2 separate regions of the Mus musculus genome follow, and region 2 is linked to region 1. The links are chromatin contacts, called in public Micro-C maps. All regions are on one chromosome and are shown on one strand. Each heading gives the region's core, a stretch centred on a gene start, on an enhancer-like site or on the middle of the called end of the contact. The rest is flanking DNA. Distances are from core to core; before and after follow the strand shown. Region 1 holds the start of Tagln (transgelin). Region 2 holds the start of Cep164 (centrosomal protein 164).

Evidence for each region. Hi-C and Micro-C count contacts between places; a contact is called where the count stands out from the background.
Region 2: a Micro-C map of embryonic stem cells shows a contact between it and region 1, with 6 times the contacts expected there. The contact joins the promoter of Cep164 here to the promoter of Tagln in region 1. A contact is called at or near these places in 5 of 39 promoter capture datasets (the 3T3-L1 cell line, embryonic stem cells, hippocampal neurons and 1 more), 1 of 15 datasets of contacts at CTCF or cohesin (embryonic stem cells), 29 of 484 Hi-C or Micro-C datasets (B cells, the C2C12 cell line, CD4 T cells and 17 more), 8 of 115 datasets of contacts at active chromatin or transcription factors (double positive thymocytes, embryonic stem cells, neural tube and 2 more) and 5 of 9 other capture datasets (adipose tissue, embryonic stem cells, embryonic tail and 2 more).

What each region holds. Positions count from the first base shown.
Region 1 is chr9:45,933,774-45,938,159 of GRCm38.p6, forward strand. Tagln (transgelin) reads right to left here and starts at 2,285. Exons shown (of 5, transcript NM_011526.5): 1 at 2,061-2,285. Sidt2 (SID1 transmembrane family, member 2) reads right to left here. Exons shown (of 26, transcript NM_172257.4): 26 at 4,084-4,386.
Region 2 is chr9:45,826,395-45,830,780 of GRCm38.p6, forward strand. Cep164 (centrosomal protein 164) reads right to left here and starts at 2,269. Exons shown (of 30, transcript NM_001081373.3): 1 at 2,108-2,269.

The sequences.
Region 1 (4,386 bases), core at 1,035-3,534:
GCCCCCTCCCCCCAACCCCCGACCACCACCACCACCAGGAACCGCTGCGACAAGGAACCACAAAAGTCACAGAGTCATGGAGCCGGTGACTGCGGAGCCCCTTCCTCCTAGCCTCTACTCAGCCTGTCTCAAGCACCTTACAGTTTCCTTCTACTCCTGACTGGACAGTGGTGGCGCACGCCTTTAGTCCCAGCACTCGGGAGGCAGAGGCAGGCAGATTTCTGAGTTGGAGGCCAGCCTGATCTACAAAGTGAGTTCCAGGATAGCTAGGGCTATACAGAGAAACCCTGTCTCAAAACAAAAAACCAAACATCACTAGCCACTAGAGGAAAAGATGGGAGGAGAGTGTCCTCACATGCACTTCTCAGTCTCCAGAAAGTTCTGAACTGCAGGACTAAGAACAAGCCGTAGCAACAAGAGCATACACTGCAGCCTTGACATCTGTCAGGTCTGGGTCAGGTCATGCTCTCAAGATTCCATGTGCCCTTCTTCCCAGACTGGTGGGAAGTATGAAGTAGAAAGTCCAAAGAAGGGCTGGAGAGATGGCTCAGCCGTTAAAGGCTAGGCTCACAACCAAAAATACAAGAAAGTCCAGAGAAGTCTCTTTGAGAAGAGGCCAGGAGAGCAAATAAAATATATATGTATGTCCAAATGCCATGATGAAATGTATTACTTTGTATGCTAACTTAAAACAAACAAAAAAACAAAACCAAAAAAAAAAATCACTATAAGAAAAATCAAGCTGTCATCTTAGAGGCAGCAGAGAGGAGAGAGGGATATGGGTGGTGGTTTGGCAGCCCACCAGGGTATTTCTAGACAAAAGCTCCAACGCAAAACACCTGCATGATGCGCAGCTTGGATGCCTGTGGCCATCCAGCCCTCCTGTCAGCAGGTAGAGAGGTTAGGCTGTGGAAAGGGGCCTCCATGTAGCAGAGACCCTGGACAACAAGCAGAACCAGGGTATATCTGCCTGTGGTACCTCAGCCCATAAAATGACAGTAAGGGTGAGCATTTCTGCATCCCTGAGAGATCACACCTAAATTCCAGAAGACTAGTCCTCTTATATAGATGTGGCAACAGCCCACTGACATCCTTTAGAGAGCCCCAAGGGGAACCACCAAGACCCTTTGGGAGGAACAGGGGTCCCAGGGCTGTCCAGTCCCAGTTCCAAAGCTCCTCCACCTGTCACCTATCTGTCACCTATCTGCCACCTGTCACCTATCTGCCTACAGTGGACTGACCTCCTACTTTCAAACTGGACCAAGCTGCCATGAAAAAGCAAACCTTAGCTGGGCAGTGGTGGCACACGCCTTTAATCCCAGCACTTGGGAGGCAGAGGCAGGTAGATTTCTGAGTTCGAGGCCAGCCTGGTCTAAAGAGTGAGTTCCAGAACAGCCAGGGCTACACAGAGAAACCCTGTCTAAAGAAAAGAAAGAAAAAAAGAAAAAGAAAATTAGAAAGAGAGAGTGAAAGAGAGAAAAGGAAAGAAAGAGAGAGAGAGAGAGAGAGAGAGAGAGAGAGAGAGAGAGAGAGAGAGAGAAAAGGAAAGAAAAAGCAGGCCCTATCCCAGGCTAGTCTGAAGCATTAAACTTCTGTGGTAGATGGAGCACATGCCTGCCACACATAGCGCCCTGGGGTTTGATCCCTAGCGCTACAAAAAATAAGATCTTTAGTCCTCCACTGCCTGAGGGGGCTACCTCCTGGCTCCCCCGAGTTGCATTAGCCCTGGGGACCATCAGTGGGTCACTGCTTTCCAGAACTTAGCCCCTCACCTTCTTGGAGATCCAAAGATGGAGTTGTTCCCTTGGCCTCATTTGTCACCTCTTTGGGCCTAACACATAGCCCATACACCTATGGGTGGGACAGTGACTGAAATTTGAGCCTCCCTCTCACCCCATTTATTCTTTTGCCCCAGTCAAATCATCCTAGGCATTTTAACCCAGACTTTTTGTCTAACACAGAGAATGGTCTCTAGGGACCCAATTCCACCCAGCAAACTAGAAGAGACTAGGGGATCTAATTGAGCCCACAGCCCTTCTGCTCCCATGACTTGCACTTACAAGGCTTGGTCGTTTGTGGACTGGAAGGAGAGTAGCTTCGGTGTCTGGGCTGGGGCAGACGGGCCGGGGCGCCGGCTGGGTGAGGGGTTTAAAGGCCGCCTAGGCAGTGATGTCACCCCTCTGCCGCCCGCTGGCGCCCCTCCCTGCCCATGGAAGTCTGCTTGGCTCACCACCCCGGGCCGCCCCACTCACTCCACACAGGCTCCATATTTGGGGAAAGACACCAAGTTGGAGCAGTCTGTCGGGGGCAGCCGGAGACATTCTCTGCATGCTTTGGAGATGCTGCGGGGGTCGGGGCGGGGCGGTGCTGAGGGCGGCCGGGAAAAACCTTTTATGGGCAGGACCCTGAAACCCTTCCTTGTTACCCGGACTTGGGTCTGCTCTTCAATGAGAAAGAAAGGGGGAGGCATTCTAGAGTTTGGCCCGACAAAGGAACCTGCAAGGGACAAACAAGCCACCTTCTTGCAAGGCTTTAAAATCGAGTTGGTGGGAACTAGTCTTGACTGCAGCCTGGCTGCACAACCAGGCACTATGCAAACGCCTTCCTTTCACGTTCCCCTTTATTATGAGATAGCAGTTACCACTCCATTTAACAGTTGAGAAAATTGAGGTTCAAAGTGGCCTTTCCAAGGCTACCAAGTGCATGGCAGAACATGGGTCATCCTGCCCACAGGTATGGTATGCTTCTAGCGGGTGCTTCTCTAGGGAGTGCCTTGTTTAGCAGCAAGTCAACCCTGGCCCCTTCTAGAGCGGTGACAATGGGCGGATGTTTAAGGCCTGGCAAGGCTGGAGACACTAGGGTAAGAGGACTAGGACAGTGTCACCCTCCCTCCCTTCAAAATAGTCCTTATCGTGAAAGATCCTACCACCTCAGAAAGGGTCCCCACTTATCTTGCACCTAGCTTCAGTGGTCTTGGGAAGGGACAGGTGAGACAGGCTCAGGGTTAGGGTTAAAGACAACTGCTATCACACCTGATGGTCTGAGTTCAGTACCCAAGACCAAACACAGTGGAGACAGAACCAGCTCTCCTCTGCCCCTATCTGTGCTATGTCTCACACACTCACTGAATGCAACTTCTTAAAAGGTAAGGCTTTAGTGGTGTCTCTGAGTCCCATCCCCAATTCTGGAAACCTCAGGAAACAGAGAGAGGGAGAGGGAGAGGGAGAAAGGAGTAGAGAGAGGGAAGGAGAGAACCCTCAGGCAGGGTCAGTCTCACCCAGAACTGGCTGCAGGCCAGAGAGGTGCAGCCTCAGACGCTCAATCCACTACAGCCAGCCTGGCTGGTTTAAGCTATTGGTGCATAGAACTCCAGCACCTCCTTGTGGCATCTGAAGGAAGGGTCATAATAAGCTGGAGCTCCTCTAGAGCTCTTGCTTTCCAGCCACTGATTACGTCCTGAATTCACTAGACAGGATTCCCCAAATCCCGTCCTTTTTATAATCTAAATAAAATCTCCCTCCTCGATGGGCACACGCCTTTAATCCCAGCACTCGGGAGGCAGAGGCAGGCAGATTTCTGAGTTCAAGGCCAGCCTGGTCTACAGAGTGGGTTCCAGGAGGGCCAGGGCCACACAGAGAAACCCTGTCTCAAAAAAAACAAACCAAAACCACCCCCCCCCCAAACAACAACAACCCCCCCTCCTCTTAGATCCTGCTTGCCATCCATTCCTGAACAGCCTTTAAAACCTTGGCCTGCAAGGGCTCTGCCCACTTGAGGTGCATCATGGCACAGCCTGGACACCCATCTGCAGAGCTGGCTGGAAAGGATACTGACGTTTACATACGTGGTGGGTAGTCAGGTGCTGTGTGCCTGCTGAAGGGAGGGGTTATCAGGAGAGGGCACAGACACACTTTCAGTATCCTGCTCCTGTAAGCAATGCTTGGAGCAAGGGTCACATGTTTACAGAATCAATGGGTGGCTTGGTGGGATCAAGGAAGGTCATTCCCAATGTAGCCACGCACAGAAACGAGACGGGAAGGCCAAAATAAATGGGACACGGAGGCTCCTGCACCTCCCAACACATCAGTAAGACCCCAAATCCCAGGTCTGGTTGTCTTTATTGAATGTACTCGTTCATAGAAAACAATTGCAACCGTAGCATGGAGGAACATAGAACAAAGCTCAGAAACAAAGACCCAGACCCGCCTCTTCTCCCAGCCCAAGAGCTATAAAAACATGGTGGAGAGAAGGAAACACATTCCTGGGGCCCACTCTTGGCATCTGGAATGGACCTGGTGGAGTGAAGGGCAACCAAGTACCAAAGTGGCCAGGGGCCTGGAGCTGGGTGACTCTGTAAACGCCAAGGACCAGAATGGCCAGGGGCCA
Region 2 (4,386 bases), core at 1,019-3,518, 110 kb before region 1:
CAGCAGCACATGCAAAGGCCCTGCAGCAGGAGACGCCAGCAATCAGGAAAGTACTGGAAATGTTGCTGAAGAGGAAGGAAAGAAACCAAAGCCATGCTGCAGATTCGGCCTTTGTCCTACAGAGCTGCCCGTTCAAAAGCACTTTTCCCACACAGGCTGAAACGGAAGCCAGAGTGGAAGGAGGGAAATCAGAGTGGCTGGGGCTGCAGAGACGGCTCAAGGTAAGGGCGCCTGGTGCCCTTCCAGGGAACCTAAGGTCAGTTCCCAGCACCCAGGTTAGATTCTGTGGGGTGCAGCTCACCTGTAACTCCAGCCCCAGGGATCCCCTTACCTTTATGTCTCCAGCACTGAGACCACAAGCAGGAACCACCATGCCTGGCTTTTTTTACAAGGGACTTAACTCGGGTTCTCATGCTTAGAGAGAAAAAAAAAAAAACTTTACCAACTGAGCTATCTCACCGCTATCTCACCGGCCCCTAGAGCAAGGACATTTAAAGCAGAAGGAACGCCATGAACAGAAGCAAAGCAGCTTGATGGGACGGAGTGGCTACTAGGGCCTGCCTAGCATGTGCAAAGCCCTGAGTTCAATCCCTAGTACTGCAAAACAACAACTCCATATGTGAGTGTGTGTGTGGATGTGTACGTGTGTGTGAGTGTGTGTGTATCTGTGTATATGTGAGTATGTGAGTGTGTGTGTGGATGTGTACGTGTGTGTGAGTGTGTGTGTGTCTGTGTATATGTGAGTATGTGAGTGTGTGTGTGTCTGTGTACGTGTGTGTGAGTGTGTGTGTATCTGTGTATATGTGAGTATGTGAGTGTGTGTGTGTCTGTGTATGTGTGTGTGAGTGTGTGTGTGTATCTGTGTATATGTGAGTATTCGAGTGTGGGAGGGGGGAAGGGATGAGGGGGAGGGGAGGGGGGAGCACAAGCACAGCAAATGTGCTTGATGGGGTAAGGATTAATTATAACAACAAAAACTTGGACTAACCACACACTTCCCGGAACACTTGTATGCGGCAGAACTGTACCAAGGGCTTTATTCGCCACCATCCCACCCCAGCCTCTCAGCTAGAGGTTTACTATCCCCACTTATCAAATACAGAGACTGCTTGAATGAAGGACAAGGAGCAGCGAGTCCGGGCTTGCGAGGGCTTTAGCTGTATACAGGACTTCATAAGGGGCTGCCATGGGAATTTCATAAAGAAAGTTGGAGGTGGTGAGAGTTACCGTTCGGAAAGGTGACTGACAGCTGCACAAGAACCAATCAAAAAGGGGACAAAATCAGAGGCAGTTATTCTGAAAGCGCAGCCAAGAAATTATGAACCAAGCCAGTGGCTACCTGAATGAAAAGCGGCTAATCCTGAGGGCAGGAGAATAGCAGGGTCTCGCAGCTAGGTGAAGGAAGAGAAGAGAGAAAGCAGAGAGGATTTCAGCCAGTCCACTGTGATTTTAGGCCAAGAAGCCGACTGCCAAGAAATCTGAAGCATGCCAGATGACTACTGCAGACAGCGGAATGAATTCTCAGCGTAGAGTGGGCTAAGTGACTGAGGAAGTTCTCCATTGAGACAAGAAACATGGGAGACATTGATAGAAGGTCCGGGGGGGGGGGCGGCGGGGGGGGGGTGCGGGTTGGAGATGATCCGCAAGCACATCTAAGCTCGAGTAAGGTATCTGGCTAGGCAGCAAGTACTTCCCAGAGCAACCGGTAACTGGAGGCTCTAGTCGCAATCCAGAGATGGAGTGCAGAGAAAAGCATGCAGGGGCCTGCAGAGGGCTGAGCTGGCAGACGCGCGAGGGCGAGTCACCGAGGCCAAGAAGAGGGCAGCGGTTCCGGGCGTAGATTCCTGAATCAGTGCAAAGAAAACCCCAAACCTCCTCTCTTGCCCAGCTGGCCGAAAGATGCCATGCGCTTGGCTGAACTTGGGATAGCCCAGGAATGGGCTGGGCAATGGCGGTAGGGTGTAGATTCAGGAGAGGCTAGAAAGCCAGGCCCCGCACGCCGGAGGGCTCTTCTCTCCCAGCTTAGTTCCCGCGCAGCAACACCTCACAACGCTTCAGCTCCCTGCAAACTCCTGCCACGCCACCAAGCCTGGCTCCGAGATCTCACCTGTCCCCGATCCGGGGTTTCCGGGAGGATGGCTCTGCGCCTCCTCCCCAGCACCACCCCGGCCCCCCACCTTCCAGGGACGCCGGGGTGTCCGGCTCCCCGCTTCCAGGGACGCCGGGGTGTTGCCCTGCAGCGACCAGCAACCACTTCCGGAAAGGCACTGGCCTAGCAACTGAGAGGCCCGCCTCTACCAAGAGCCAATAGGTCGCTGACTGAGAGCGTTGGCATTGGATTGGTTGAAGTTCCCCCACGAGGCTTTGCCCGTTGCATCCTGAAAGTTGTAGTTCAAAATAGTGAATAAGCACAATCCCACTCCCACCACAAAGAGGTTAAAAGAGAGACCTGAAGGTAGATAAGAGAATTTCTCCCGCGGACGAAAGGAAGCATTCATAATATTAATAATAATCTACTATTACTATTAATTAAGCAAAATTAACAATCATTTATAGACCATCATTTTGTAAAGGTCGAGTAAAATCACGCGAACAACAGTGATTATCAGTGGTCAACCTATTGATTGGGCCCTTAATAAAAGAACTATGAAGGGGTTGGAGAGATGACTCGGTTGTCAAGAGAGCTGCCTACTAACTTTTTCCTTTTAATGTATTATACGTGGACCGGGATCTGATAACACAAGCCCTTAATGCCACCACTTGGGGCACAAAGCAGACAGATCTCTGTGCGTTTGAGACTAGCCTGGTCTATATAGTGAGTTTCAAGCCAGCTGGGACTACACAGTGAGACCCTGTCTCAAAAAAAATTTTAAGTGTGTGGATGTTTTGTCTACATTATACCTGATAGTCATGGAGGCCAGAAGAGGGCACTGCATCCCCTGAAACTGGAGTTGTAAGCAGTTGTGCGCCACCTTGTGGGTGCTAGAAACCAAACCTAGGTCGTCTGCAAGAACAACAGTGCTCTCAACGGCTGAACCATCATCTCTCCCACTCTACTATTGTAAATTTAAAACCGAGTCCTGCGCCGCTAGAGTCTAAGCCGACAAGGAGAAATTGCGAGTGTTGTTACTAGGGATCTCAAACCAGACATCAGGATGTGTTTCTCATGTTTAACGTCAAATCTTTCTGCAATTCCTTTATTCTCACCACAGATGGGGAAAAAAATCACTGCTCCTCATTATCATCACAATCTTTAAAAGTGTCCCCAAGGGGCCACTGGACCAGACATAGAAGAGATGCCATATCATGACTATATCAGACATAACTAAACACTGCCCATAGCTTCCTATACACAAGACTTGCCATCTGAGGCTGTAGAACCAGCTCAGCAGCTGCCAACACCTGCTGCTCTGCGGGAGGACCAGAGTCTGATTCCCAGCAAGCACGAGGCAGCTCACAACCAGCAGAAACTCTAGTTCCAGAGGATCCAACACCTCTTCTGGCTTCTACCCACACCAGGCAAACACATGTGAACACAGACATGTGGTACACAGACATACCTGCAGGCAAAACACTGGAACACATAAAAGAATAAAATATTTTTTGAAAAAAGCAGCTAGATAGTGGTGACTGAACCACACTGAATCCCAAAGCCTTTATTCCCAACATCCAGAAGGCAGAGACAGTCATATCTTTGTGGGTTCAAGTCCAGCCAGGTCTACAAAATAAGTTCCAAGACTGTCAGGCTGTAACACAGAATAACCCTGTCAGGAAAAAGTCAAAAATAAGGAGGAGGAGGAGGAGGAGGAGGAGGAGGAGGAGGAGGAGGAGGAGGAGGAGGAGGAGGAGGAGAAAGAATGATAGAGACAAGCAGATTTCTATGAATTCTAGACTGGCAAGGTCTACATATCCAGTTCCAGGACTGTATAGTGAGCTGCTGCCTCAAGAAAGAAAGAGCTGGGCAGTGGTGGCTCACACCTTTAATCCCAGCACTTGGGAGGCAGAGGCAGGCAGATCTCTGAGTTCGAGGCCAGCCTGGTCTACAGAGTGAGTTCCAAGACATCCAAGGCTACACAGAGAAACCCTGTCTCGAAACAACAACAACAAAAAAGCATTAAAAAGGGCTGGTGAGATGGCTCAGTGGGTAAGAGCACCCGACTGTTCTTCCGAAGGTCAGGAGTTCAAATCCCAGCAACCACATGGTGGCTCACAACCATCCGTAATGAGATCTGACTCCCTCTTCTGGAGTGTCTGAGGACAGCTACAGTGTACTTACATATAATAAATAAATAAATAAATAAATAAATAAATAAATAAATAAATAAAAGCATTAAAAAATAAAAAAAATTTTTTTAATTAAAAAAATAAAAATAAAACAAAACAAGT